Linked DNA regions of Ovis aries: region 2 is linked to region 1. The links are chromatin contacts, called in public Hi-C maps. All regions are on one chromosome and are shown on one strand. The core of a region is the stretch at or near the end of the contact, and the rest is flanking DNA. Distances in the headings are between cores, read along the strand shown. Region 1 holds the start of TRAPPC3 (trafficking protein particle complex subunit 3). Region 2 overlaps THRAP3 (thyroid hormone receptor associated protein 3).

Region 1 (6,989 bases), core at 3,165-5,664:
GTGCAAACATAATTGTGGTTTTACATTGTTGAACTCTGCTGTTTGATACTGGAATACATTCTTAAATAAATGTGGTCATGTTATACATCATTTTAATGTGTATGTCTCACTGTATGATTTTTTGCTAATGACACTACTTGCTGTTTATTTTATGTTTATTCTATTTTGTTATTTTTAAAAAATATTTATTTGGCCGTGCCGGGTCTTAGTTATAACATGTGAGCTCTTGGTTGCAGCATGTGGGATCTAGTTCCCTGACCAGGGATCGAACCTGGGCCCTCTGCACTGGAAGCTCAGAATCTTAACCACTGGACCACCAGGAAAGTCCCTTATGTTTATTTTAGACTAGGGAAATGATGTTACACAGAAAGCAAATTTGAGCGATTTTCTTATTCAAGTTCAAAATGGGTCATAAAACAGCAGATACAACTCGCAACATCAACAATGCATTTGACCCAGGAACTGCTAATAAATGTACAGTGCAGTGGTGGTTCAAGAAGTTTTGCAAAGGAGACAAGAGCCTCGAAGATGAGGAGCGCAGTGGCCGGCCATCGGAAGGTGACAAGCATGCAACGACAATGGCCAATTGAGAGGCTCATCAAGGCTCATCCTGTTATAACTACACGAGAATTGGCCAAAGACCTCAATGTCAACCATTCTACGGTTCAGCACTTGAGGCAAACTGGAAAGGTGAGAAAGCTCAATAAGTGGGTGCCTCATGAGCTGAAAATCAAAAATATCATCATTCTGAAGTGTCATCTTCTCTTATGCTATGCAACAACGAACCATTTCTCAATCAGATTATGATATATGACGAAAAGTGGATTTTATGTGACAACCAGTAACAGCCAGCTCAGTGACTGGACCAAGAAGTTCCAAACCACTGCCCAAAGCCAAAATTGCACCAAAAAACGGTCACAGTCACTGTTTGGGGGTCTTCTGCCTGTCTCTTCCACTACAGCTTTCTGAATCTTGGCGAAACCATTATATCTGAGAAGTATGCTCAGCAAATCGATGAGATGCACTGAAAACTGCAACGCCTGCAGCCAGCATTGGTCAACAAAAAAGGGCCCAATTCTGCTCCAAGACAACGGCTGACCACAGGTCGAACAACCAGCGCTTCAAAAGCTGAACGAATTGGGCAACAAAGTTTTGCCTCATCTGCCACATTCACCTGACCTCATTTAACCGACTACCACTTCTTCAAGCATCTTGACAACTTTTTGCAGGGAAAATGCTTCCACAACCAGCAGCAGGCAGAAAATGCTTTCCAAGAGTTCGTCGAATCCCAAATCACAGATTTTTACACTATAGAAATGAACACGCTTATTTCTTGTTGGCAACAATGTGTTGTTTGTACAACCAAAAAAATGTGTTGGTTCCTATTTTGATTAATAAAGATGTGTTTGAGCCTAGTTATAATGATTTAAAATTCACAGTCCAAAACCACAGTCCAAACAAAAAATCATGTTTGCACCAACCTAATAACATTGAATCACTATATGCACATGGAACTAGCATAGTGTTGTAGATAAACTTTAATGTAAAAAGAAAAAGGTTGCTGGGACTTCCCTGGTGGTCCCGTGCTCAGGACTCCATGCTTCACTGTAGAGGGCATGGGTTCAATACCAGGTAGGGGAAACTGAGATTCCTCAAGCTGCTTGCTGTGGCCAAAAATAAATAAATAAAGATAGTGAAACTGATGTTGATAGCAATGAAGACACTTGCCCAAGGTCACACAAGTAAGCAGTGAAGCCAGGGCTCAATCCCAGACACTTCTATGCTCCTGGCATTGTATATTTTTCAACCTCTCTCATAGAGGACTGCTTCTCAGGGTTAGGGACTAGGACTTCAACTCTGCATTTCCCACAATGCTTTACACAGAGCTGGGCCCCAGGAAAAGTTTGCTAGACAAATGGGTTGTTTCTCTTTGCACAGATTAAAAGCAGAGATCTAATTACTTGGCCATATTCACCATTTACGTTTCGGAAGGGTTAACTGGGAACACAGCAATTAGCAGAAGGCTGGGCTGATTGGGAAGTGGACTGCTAGAGGCAGAAGCTCCCCAGGCAGACAGGAAAGAAGGGGAGCATGTCAAAACCAGGTGGCTACAAAGAGGATCACGTGACAAGCCTCAGGTGGGTACCAATAGGAACTGAATGACAGGATGCACCAAACCTTCATGTCACTCACTTAATACAGATTGCCTAGTGCCAAGCATCATTTTAGGTGCTGGAAGTACAGCAGTTAACAAATCAACCCTTGCTTTCGTAGAGTTATTCTCATGGGGCGACTATAAACAAACAAGTAAATACATAATTTATAATGAAGCATTTTAAATGAAATAGACAGTGCTTGAAGAGAAACAGAGTAAGAGGATTGAGAACTAGTCAGGTGGAGGTGAGTACCTGTAAATGAGGTGAGGAGGAGCTACTCTCTGGGGGAAAGGTTCCAAGCAGAGACCACAGCAGTAGCAAAACTCTTGAAGCAGGAGTGCACTGATGCCAGTCCCTAATTCCCTCAATTCACCAAAACTAAGTGAATACTGAGGGTTGCCAAAACTAAGTGAATACTGAGGGATGCCGGGTGGGGACTGAAGGTTCCTGCTAAACTTGTATTAAAAGTTTCAATGTTGGTTTCAAGTTTTTAAAAAAGATACGAAAAAGAGTTAGATATGAAAACTAAACAGGAAAACTTCTGATATCTGCTCACAGAGGAAAAGGAGAGGAAAATAAACATATATGATGTCCCTTGCATTTTACACTGTTATCTCACTTAATCCTAGAAAGGCATTATTTCCCCATTGTATAGATAAGTAAACTGAGGACCAATCAGGATTCCAACAAATATCCATGCTTTTTACAATACATCAGGGGTCACCAACCTCTGGGATCTAAGGCCTGATGATCTGAGGTGGAGCTGATGTAGTAACAGAAATAAAGTGCACAATTATGTAACGCGCTTGAACCATCCCCAAATCACCTGCACCCCACGCCCCATGGAAAACTGGCCTCCATGAAACTGGTTCCTAACTCCAAAAAGGTTGGGGACCGCTAACCTGCATGACACTGCTGCCTAGCAAAACACTCTTCTTCCTTTTTCTTCTTATTTCCTCCAAAACAGGAATTCTTAACCTATGATTCACAGAGTATTTTCGGGGGCCCACAAGTTCCCCCTAAATGTAAGTAAATGTCTGTTTATGTTTGTCTATTTACTATTCCTGGGGAGGTCCACAGCTATTATCTACTTTTCAAAGAGATCCGACAGAGGAAAAGTACAGTACTACTCTGGAGTAACAGGGCCTCCTGCTGCCCATATTTGGTGGCTGTTCCTGGTATAAGATACAAAGGTGTAATGGAAGTTGTCATCTTTTGTAGAGCTGAGTGTCAACAAAAGGCCGCAGATCTGCCCTGCATGCGACCTTCAATAACTCAGTTTGTAAATCAGAAAATAAAGACAAATGGGCAATTCTAGAGGAAGTAAGAAGATGCCAAAGAAAAGAAACACCTGTCAAGAAATCCCCTTAGTTTGGAGAAAAACATCATCCACTTTACTTTCCAGGCCAGCCCCCATCGGCAGCCAAACTTTCTAGGATAGATGGTGTCCTACTATTTCCAGGACAAGAAAGGAGCCTGTCCACCTTCACCAGAGGGGGACCACTTACGGTCTACTCTGGCCCACCCCCTTACTCTCTTGCTTTCTGGTTAAATCAGTACCTGAGCATCTCACAATGCCCACGGCACAATGTGGGAGACATTATAGTCCAGTAGTCTGAAGCATTAGCTTTGAAGTCAGAGAGACACGGGTTCAAATCCTAACTCGTCTTAGCTGTAAATAGGGGCAAGTTATGCAACCTCTGAGTTTTGAAACGGCGATTTTATCATCCACCTGACGAGTTATTTTGCTGGTTAAATGAGATAATAGACGTAAAGTGCTTGGCCCAGCGCCTAATGCAGCAAGAGAGCAACAGTGGGAGCTACTATTATCGTCGCCGTCGTTGTTGGTCTCGTACCCAATCGCACTCAGGTGGCGGGGGAAGAGGTCTTCGAGCTCCTCCAGCGGCCCTCCAACCTGCCCCGCACCCGGCACGCTCCCAGAGCTAGTCTCCGCTCTCGACCCACCAATGAGCCCCTTTCTTCCCTCCAGCGGAACCACTCCCTCCCAGGGCTGGTAGAAGGCGCCTTTCCAGTTGAGACTTGCACCCCGCGCTGGGCCCCTTCCCCAGAACACCTCCATTCCGCCCCACCCGCCGAGGTCACACGCTCCGGTTACCATTTTCTTGCTCTCGGTGCCACGGTTCGCCTGCCTCGACATGGTGCCAGCCGCCTTACCCTGCCTCGCCACAGACCCACTCGGCAACCCCTCCCAACACTGCTCGACCCAGCTCGCTGCCCCCTCAGCGTTAAGGATTGACCGGCACCGACTCACCGCGCCTGCGCAGCTGGCCGCGGGGCACCACGGGATTCGTAGTCCGGCAGACGAGGGTTCTTCCCGCCCAATAAACGCCGGACCACAGCACCCAACAGCCCCACTGGCAACACCGCCCCTTAGTGCAGCCCGACTACAACTCCCAGAATGCTCCGCGCACAGAGGACTCTTGTAACATGGCTCCCTATCGCCTGGTTTATGGCCGCTGGGTGGCGTCCGCAGCTTGCAGTAATCCTGTATCATCCACACAGTTCTTTCCCACCCTGCCTAATCGTCACTCTGATGCTCCGCAAATTCCTCCCGCCAGGGATGGTCTTGGAAAGTCCCTCTTTCAAACTAGCTTCTTCCGCTGTTGCTGCAATTCAGAGGCAGAAGCTCCCAGGATGTCCCAGAAAATTGGCCATGGCTCCTACACAGATCTGGCTGCTGCTTTACAAAAATATTTGATGACCACCTACTATGTGACAAGTATTTCACCAGTGACTTTCTCTTCGAACCGTCATCTGTCCCCAAACCCCAAAGGCAGCGAGCACCTGCATCCTACCACCGTGGCTTCCTGATGAAATATCCAGTCTGATAAAGTTCAGGTCAATTTCTCCCTCTCTCTTCCCTAGAACAAGACTGGTTCCCAGAAAAGAAAGATCACGTTGGTAGCAGCCGGTTCTGGATTTTAATCCTAGCTTTGCCATTTTAGGCAAATTGCTGGCTCTCTTGGTTGTTGTGAAGGTCGGTGAGACATGTATGCAGAGCACTTGGCACAAAGTAAACGTGCATTCCCTTTCTTTCAGCCACTCTGAAAGCACAGCCCTGCAAACAGGCCCCAGAAATACGAGGGGAATGAGCGGGCCACACCCTCACCCATCACCAAAGGGAAGTCCTACCGTCCCTGACCATAGTTCTTTGGTTTCAGCTCCAACCATCCCTGCCTGGCTAGTCAGTTCTGAGAGGACTGTGCTGAGTCCCTGAGCCCCGTCTTCTGATTTAGGCCTGGTAGCCTGACTCTGGCAGCTGCATTCTAGCCCCTAGTCTTCACCATGACAACCAGCCCGACCAGACTTGAGCCATCCTGGCTGGGGAAGGCTGGGGGGCCCAAGCTGCTCAGCCTGAAAACCAGTACCCAAGATTCCCCCAGTCTGTCCCTCTCGGTGCAGAACCAATTATTATTTTACTCTTCTCCTGTGGCACAGACATGCTGGGGACTCTCTAGAGGCAGTGACCTTTGACTCTGTCCTGTGTCAGTGCCTGGGCTGAGGGCTCTGGGAAGGAACATGAGGGTCAGTTGGGGGTGGGGATGAGAGAGCAGGGGTGGGCTAGCCCTCAGAGGCCAGCAAAGTTAGAGAAGAACCTCCTGCATTCCCAGGAGAGAGGACAGCTGAGGTGAAAGCTGCAGTTGGCTGGCCTGTCTGTTGGTCTGGGCTCCTCCCTGCCGGCTGCCCTTGGCTGCCCACAGAAACCTGAGTCACAGTCACAGCCAGCCGCTCGACCCCACCCAGCCTGCTGTCAGGCCAGGCGGAGCCTCTCCCTGCCCATCTTACAGCCTCTTGAGATTCTTCCCCTCTCTGCCTGTGATTCCTCCTTTTGGCTTCTTTTTCTTTGGGACTCCTCCTCCAAGGGAGAGTCAGCAGTCCTGAATCAAGGGTGGGGGCGGGGTCCTTTCCAGGCTAGTCTAAAAGATCTCCTGGCTCCTTAGTAACTTCTTCAAGGGCTCTCAGTCCCAACTACCAGTCCCTCTCCATCACCTCTTGGGGGCCAGGACATTTAAGAACAACAGGCACCCTCCTCCCCAGCTTCACCCTGGCTCCTTGGGTGCTCAGGGCTCCAGGAAACTAATGCAGCAGGGATAGCCCCCCTTCCCTAACAGGAGCACTAGAGCCCCCGCTCCAAGAACCCAAAAGGTTGAACCTATTTAATCCCGAATCTGAGTTCCTTCTCCCACCAATCCCTCTCTGTTACTTCCCCTCTGCAAGATCTGGAGGGAGGGAAGCCGTATTGCAGCTGGTGTCAACATTGGCCTTTGAGGACATTCCCCACCTCCAGTCCCAGGGAGTGAGCCCTGGAGGTTACAGTTCCCTAGCAGAGTGGTCTGGGTTAGAGACCCCTTCTTGCTGTTGTGCCTTGGGGGTAGGGTGGATGTGAGAATCTGATGTCTGGTCTCTCAAATTGCACCCACCATGAGGCCCCTCCTACTTCCTACTTGTGTAGGAGTGGAGACAGCCTCCAGGGCCTTGGTCCCAATTCATATCTCTTTGTCAAGTCACCCAGTGATTTCCTTCATCTCTTGGATGATCCACTTTGGACCCTCCCGCACCTAACCTAGGAGGTTGGTAAATGCTCTTGCTCCTGCTCTCCCCCTAGTGGGATCAGGAGGGGGACATATTTCAGTGACCTGACTCCTAGCCGCAGCCCAGCGTCACGGTAAGACTGACAGGTCATTCAAGCCTGTTTCCTGAAGGGGGAGGGGACTGCCCTGGGTGTAGGGGAGGAACTTGGGAGACCACAGAGTTCCCTGGCCCCTCACTGGAAGAAGGCAGGGCATTCTCAGTCGCCAATGATGTTGCAAG
Region 2 (6,989 bases), core at 2,486-4,985, 110 kb after region 1:
TTTGGGTTTGCAAAGAGGCTCACTCATTTGTTTGATTCTTAGGTATAATTGAAAAGTGACCCTTTCTTCAGAGATGTCAAAAACAAACAAATCTAAGTCTGGATCTCGCTCTTCTCGATCAAGATCTGCATCAAGATCTCGTTCTCGTTCGTTTTCGAAGTCTCGATCCCGAAGTCGCTCTGTCTCTCGTTCAAGGAAGCGCAGGCTGAGGTAAGGGGGTATGACTGTATAATGAGATCATCATTGGTTTGTCCGTGCGAGTCTCTGAAGATCTTCTGTTAGACTCTTTCTGTGAGTGTCAAGTGGAGGTAGGGCATTAGTTTGAGGTGAAATGTTGGGCTGTAAGATATTCCAGGTCTCTTCAAACACTACAACTCTAAATCAGCTTTGATTGCCATGCTGTTTGCCTAATTCCTTTTCTTTCCTGCCAGCAGATACTGTTTTTCCTCTACTTTGAAAGAAAGAATATTTTTTTAAAGCTACTTGCTTCACATCTCTGTACCAGATTGTTTTCCACTGAAGTATTTTTGGAGGCTTGGGCCAAAGTTTAGTTGCATCATTAGCAAAGAAAAGATAGCTAAGAAGAGTAATAGTATAATCAACATTGCAAGAAAAAGAAAGCATAACCCACTAAAATAAACCTTAAAAAAAGAATCAGTAGTCACTTACATACACCTGATATGCCACTTACTAACAAGCTGCATCTATTTAGTAAAACTCATCTTAAAACTACCTAAAAGTCACTATTGTAGGCATCATTTTGCCTAAATGTGCAAATACTTCTTTTGAATTTATCACCAATATACTTTAATTAATTTCTACACCTTTAGTTGGATTATTTCCTTATTTCAGCTGTGTCTTGGAATAGGGTGCCAAACTTCCAGCATCTTTTTTTTCTTTTTAATTTAAATTTACTTATTTTAATTGAAGGCTAATTACTTTACAGTATTGTATTGGTTCTGCCACACATCAACATGAATCCTCTACGGGCTATTTTTCATTCTTTAAAACTTAATTTTATTTTGTGAGTGGGTAAGAACCTTTTAATAAATGTAAGTTTCTATATGTGTGTTAGAGAAATATTGATCATTTAAATATTTAAACACCAAAATCATTCTTTTTGTCAGAGTTGCAATAGGCAAGGACATGATTCTCAGTGTTCCCACTTGGAGCCCCTGCTGATTATTTTAGGTGAATGTCCTCAGATTGGTAGGATTCTCCCCTACCCTCACCTTCCCAACGAGAACAAGTTAATTCTTAAATGGAATCTCTGAGAAGCCTTTTTGAAAATTAATTTCAGAGTAGAGATTGAACAAAAAGTAGGTGTGCAAACGTGATGACTTCCATATAGTGTAGAGTAGGAAGTTTCAAACTCTGGGTCTCTCCTTCAAAAGAAACCCTCCATTAAAAAAATAATAATAACATTATGTTTTGAGGGTCACCAGTCTTAGCTTTGGAGAAGGCAATGGCACCCCACTCCAGTACTCTTGCCTGGAAAATCCCATGGACGGAGGAGCCTGGTAGGCTGCAGTCCATGGGTTGCTAAGAGTCTGACACGACTGAGCGACTTCACTTTCACTTTTTACTTTTATGCATTGGAGAAGGAAATGGCAACCTATTCCAGTGTTCTTGCCTGGAGAATCCCAGGGACAGGGGAGCCTGGTGGGCTGCCATCTCTGGGGTCACACAGAGTCGGATACGACTGAAGTGACTTAGCAGCAGCAGCAGCAGCAGTAGTCTTAGCTTTGTTTTTCTCTCCCATATTTCTTGGGCACATACTTTTATTATATCAGGCTTTGTGCTAGATAGAGTGTCTGTTGCCTAATTGTGTTAGAATCTCTAAAAGTAAAGTTCCATCGCATTTTCTTACACTGCCCCCCTACCCCCCAAGAAAGAGGGAAAATCCACTGAATATATTTACCTCAGGAAGTTGCTAACAAGGCCATAAGACTAAGCAGGGACTGCTAGTGAACTCCACCTTACACCCAGATTCTTTTGATCTGGACTGTTTAACTCAGTTTTAGCTCATTTGGTTCTACAGGTAATTTTAAAAGTTAATTTAATAAATGGAGACTAAGTAATTGGTCCAAAAAGAAGAGTCTGTACAACTGAAACTGAGAGAAAGAATTGAACTGACATAAACCAAAATGAAGAATGCTCACCAACTCTGCAGTATTGGTGATAACTGGTTTTCTGGACAGATCGCATCTCCTTATTGCACATATCATTTGGCATGGCCATCAACTTGGTAAATGAGGGAAAGATATCTTAGGCAGGCAGTATGTTTTGGGGTAGGTCTGGAGTCACTCTATGTGCTGTCTTAATGCCTGGAAGATTATTTTGGAGGAATATCTTTACTAGAAAAATGTTTTTATATTTAATTCTAGTCTGACTTCTCTGTTTTTTAGAAACAGATAAATTTGCCACTGGATGTTCAGTTTTTATTTCTGGCTTATCTGTTTCATGTTTTTCTTTTGTTTCCCCTCTCCTATAAGGAAAGTATACTATCCAGAGAGTTTGAGAAACCATGTCTTTAATTTAACTTAACTGCTGAGTTCTACAGAACTGGAGAAAATTGGTTGTTTCCTTATATTTCACAGACTGTATCCTTTTAAGTGACTTCTAAATAACTTCATTTGCAATCTGCAGAGACTCATGTTCCTGCATCTGTGCAGTGACTGCGGGTTTTGGATGCAGTGTGCCGCAGGGCCCTCACTAATAATTGGTGACAGAAGCAGCAGTAGCCTGTGAGGATGGGAGCATGAATTAAACCCTCCTCAGTGCTGGTGGTCATCACCTACCTCAAGTATAGCCTTAAATCGGGTCATATTCAGTTTCATAGCCGCGTCTGCTTCTCCCTTCTTCTTTCTTGTATTGTTACTGTTTTCGAATGAAAAGTGTGAAAGGTAAGTTTTGTTTTGTTTTGTTTTGTTTTTAATCATACTTAAATAGCAACCATTAACAGCCAGCAATTTGCTGCATCTTTACCAGGTCTTGTTCTTGGGGTAGATAAAGAACCTGAACACAATGGGTAGTGGAAAACCAATCCTATTTTATCTTCCAAGTTTCTTTCTAAACATAACATTTTATTTAGTTGTTAAAACCTGTCACATTACTAGTTGTTAAAACCTGTCACATTGCTAAGTGGAGTTATTTATAAAACTTACAAGCAAACAGATAAAAAGGTATGGTTCCAATTAGGTCTGATATTGGAAGGCCTGCTTATGAACTGAAGGGTTTTTATTCTGTATATAAAGAAAATTTGGGGGGAGTTTTCTATTAATTTTACATATTTCTAGGTAACTGTTAATACTTAGGAGTAGTGACCAATTAATGCTCTATATTATAGTTGACACAATAAGTGGTATTGAGGAAGCCCAGTAAATTCCTATACCAGCAAGTACAGCTTTTGGCTTTTTGATGGAAACAGACCTCCTTGTCATCGATAAGTCTGGCATTTGTAAACATCTAATATCATCCCAGCCCAGTTCCTGGAGGTACTGCAATATCAGGTTGATGCCTGGAGTGGACAGAGCCTGCTCCAGAAACCCACTTAATAGTGAACATGTGATTTTTACGGAGTTAGATGACTGTTCAGTCCCTATAGTTCTGGAAATGGGCCTTTGCTAACTCAGAGTTCTGTATTGTTAAATGAGGAAGAGCACTGGCCTGACAGATGTGCAGGTGTGGGGGTGTTTGTAGTCTCTTGGCTGCCATGTTGTGTGCTTGGGTGTGTTATGGTCAGATGGTGCCCTCTTGTGGCACCTGTGGAAGACCTTGTAGTTCAGCCATAGAAACTTGACCTTCTAGAGAGTGAGACCATTTCCAGATTCCCAGTTTAAAAAAACAACAATATTTACTTGGTTTGTTGATCTGATTTCAGTTGAAATTTTTTTTAAGCTTTGAACAGATGCATTCTCTCAGTCCCTATTTAAGTGTTCTTTGGTTTCGACATGTCGCAGCTGTATTTCACAAACCCAAATCTTGGTGGAAGCCAAGAAATTAGCCCTGCACAGACAGAGGTGGGTGGGATAGGGAATAAACCAAGTGAGGCCAGGGGACCTGAAGACTTAACTCTCTGGGTACCACAACTTGCAGTTCGTCCTCTCCTCCAGTGATGTGGGGACGTATCTGTAAAATCCTCTGCGCCTGTGAAACTAATTAGTATACTATATTAAAATGTTTAGTACATTGAGAGCATTTTTATATTCCCTCAGTCACTGTAGAAATATATCGCCATGTAGAATGTGCTACAGTAGCATTAATGAGTCATCTCAGTGTCTGGTTTGTTAAAGTGATCTTTTAATTTTTGTACTTAATGTGGCCATAAGAGTAGAGTAGGATTAACTATTTAAGTTTGTACCTTTTGTTTGAAAATAAATGATACATAAGAGTAGGGCTTTACCTCTTTGTTGGCAGGTTTTTCTTGAATGAAAATGCTTGTGTCAAAAATTCAAACTTTTCTTCCGTCCCCTGCCCCTCTTTCAGTTCTAGGTCTCGTTCCAGATCATATTCTCCAGCTCATAACAGAGAGAGAAATCACCCAAGAGTATATCAGAATCGAGATTTCCGAGGTCACAACAGAGGCTATAGAAGGCCCTATTATTTCCGTGGGCGCAACAGAGGCTTTTATCCATGGGGCCAGTATAACCGAGGAGGCTATGGAAACTACCGCTCAAATTGGCAGAATTACCGGCAAGCATACAGTCCTCGTCGGGGCCGTTCCCGATCCCGGTCTCCAAAGAGAAGGTCCCCATCACCAAGGTCCAGGAGCCACTCCAGAAACTCCGATAAGTCTTCCTCTGATAGGTCAAGGCGTTCCTCGTCCTCTCGCTCTTCCTCCAACCACAGCCGAGTTGAATCTTCTAAGCGCAAGTCTGCGAAGGAGAAAAAGTCCTCTTCTAAGGATAGCCGGCCGTCCCAGGCTGCTGGTGATAACCAGGGAGATGAGGCCAAGGAGCAGCCATTCTCTGGAGGCACCTCTCAAGACCCAAAAGCATCTGAGAGCTCAAAGCCGTGGCCAGATGCCACCACATACAGTGCTGGTTCTGCATCACGGGCCTCAGGGGTGTCTGAGCTGAGTCCCCGGGAGCGAAGCCCAGCTCTCAAAAGCCCCCTCCAGTCTGTGGTGGTGAGGCGGCGATCACCTCGTCCTAGCCCTGTGCCAAAACCTAGCCCTCCACTTTCCAGCACATCCCAGATGGGCTCAACTCTGCAGAGTGGTGCTGGGTACCAGGGTGGGACTCACCAAGGTCAGTTTGACCATGGCTCAGGGTCCTTGAGCCCATCCAAAAAGAGTCCTGTGGGTAAGAGTCCACCAGCCACTGGCTCAACATATGGCTCATCTCAGAAGGAGGAGGCTGGTGCTCCAGGAGGAGCAGCTTATACAAAGAGGCAAGTACCTCATTTTCCCCTTTCTGTTTTTATCTCACCAGCTGGCAATTTAGTTGTAATATGATCCTTAGAGCTCTGATTAATAGTAATACGGTAATTCCCATTTCCTAAAGTTTCGTTTCGCCAGTTTGAAAGCATCATCCAAGGAAACCTTTAGCTTAACTCTGGTTTTCCTACCTTCCTGAATTTGTATTGCAGCACAAATTCTAGATTACTCTGCAATGATGTTTTCACATTTAAAGTTTGCCTTGGATTCTACCAGTGTAAGCCAGAGAACAGTAGAGATTTGTGGGTCAGCTATCAAAAAAATGTGGTCTTTACCAAAATGAATGGCTATTGGCGCTGTTAGACCCTCTAAGATCCACCTATGATCGATCTGCACCCGCCCATCATGATGAAGAGCTGCACCCTCCCACCCTGCAGTTGAGGAGACTGGGCAGAATGGGAAAGTCCAAGGCTTAGTCCAGGAAGACCTTGTTATAAAAGCACAAGGTGGGTGTATATTCCAGTAGAAGCCAAGCGGGCTGCATGTTAGGAGAGGACATAATAGCGCTTCTGTTTTTCTACCCTGAGGGACACGGTGAGTTGGAGCATGAGTCTTTGTTTTGTGTGGTTGTATGCATTGGGATGGCAGAAACGTAACAGGGAAGTTGCATTGGGACCACGTTGTCAAGAGGGACCTACGGAGCAGGTGCCCCTCCTGCCCCCAACTCCCCCTTTTTCTCTTATTAGCTTTTTCTTTGATGCCCTGCTGTCCCTTTGGTTCCTTTTTTGGTTCTTTTTTTTTTTTTTTTGCCATATTAATGCAACTGTAATTTGATTAGACTTTTTCCATAAATGGTACAGATAAGATGTTCAGAACCTGTACTTCCCAGCCTTCAGTAAGTCTGCTTTAAAATACAGGTTTTGTTCCTTGCCAGGACTGTGAATCTTATTAGAACACTTGGGCATGAACTCTGCTTTTCCATAAGAATTGAGTGGGATGAATTTTGCCCCCTCCCCCAATTAACATGTATTTTGTTTTTATTTGTGTTCACAGTATATTTCATACTTAGGTCTTCTAGGTGACTTGAAGCAAATTTGAAGTCTCTTTTGAGACTTGTATTTCCAAATGTGAGTTGTATAAAAGCAAAACAGTCCAAGGTTGAACATTCTATGTTAACTTTGCTGAAAGCAGATTTTAAGTGACTTGAGTGAAGGTTGGATAAGACCTTAATTTTTTTTTTCCTAGACCGCTTACAGGTAAGTAGGTTTTTGTTTTTTAGTATCCTAAAAATTGCCTTTGCTATTTTCTTTTTGCTTGTTTTTGTAATATACAACTCCACAGAACATTTATTTATCTTTTAAATGGTAAGTTCATAAACCTGTGAAGAGCAGTTTTTCAGAAATTACCAAAAAAGTAATCAAGACACCTTTGGCAACACTGGAATCCACAAGTCATGCTTGTTAGAGAGTCAAAAACCTAAGACCATAATGGTGCTGTTTTATTTTGGATCAGGTGGTTTAAGTCTCTTGTGTGTCTCCCTTGTGTTTTCATAACTAGGTATCTAGATGAACAGAAGACAGAAAATGGAAAAGATAAGGAACAGAAACAA

What was found. Hi-C and Micro-C count contacts between places; a contact is called where the count stands out from the background.
Region 2: a Hi-C map of muscle shows a contact between it and region 1, with 6 times the contacts expected there. The contact joins the enhancer-like site here to the promoter of TRAPPC3 in region 1. A contact is called at or near these places in 5 of 16 Hi-C or Micro-C datasets (hypothalamus, liver, muscle and 1 more).

What each region holds. Positions count from the first base shown.
Region 1 is chr1:11,049,969-11,056,957 of ARS-UI_Ramb_v3.0, forward strand. TRAPPC3 (trafficking protein particle complex subunit 3) reads right to left here and starts at 4,415. Exons shown (of 6, transcript XM_042245486.2): 1 at 4,273-4,415.
Region 2 is chr1:11,157,061-11,164,049 of ARS-UI_Ramb_v3.0, forward strand. THRAP3 (thyroid hormone receptor associated protein 3) reads left to right here. Exons shown (of 13, transcript XM_060419660.1): 4 at 43-210; 5 at 4,489-5,394; 6 at 6,938-6,989. The coding sequence starts at 74. Among named protein-coding and RNA genes, the nearest start is that of SH3D21, 17 kb to the right of the region's middle. Within about 2 kb of position 3,736, at least 2 of the 54 cell types and tissues checked have an H3K27ac peak or open chromatin away from gene starts, as enhancers often do. A contact at or near this core is called in muscle, where this site is marked.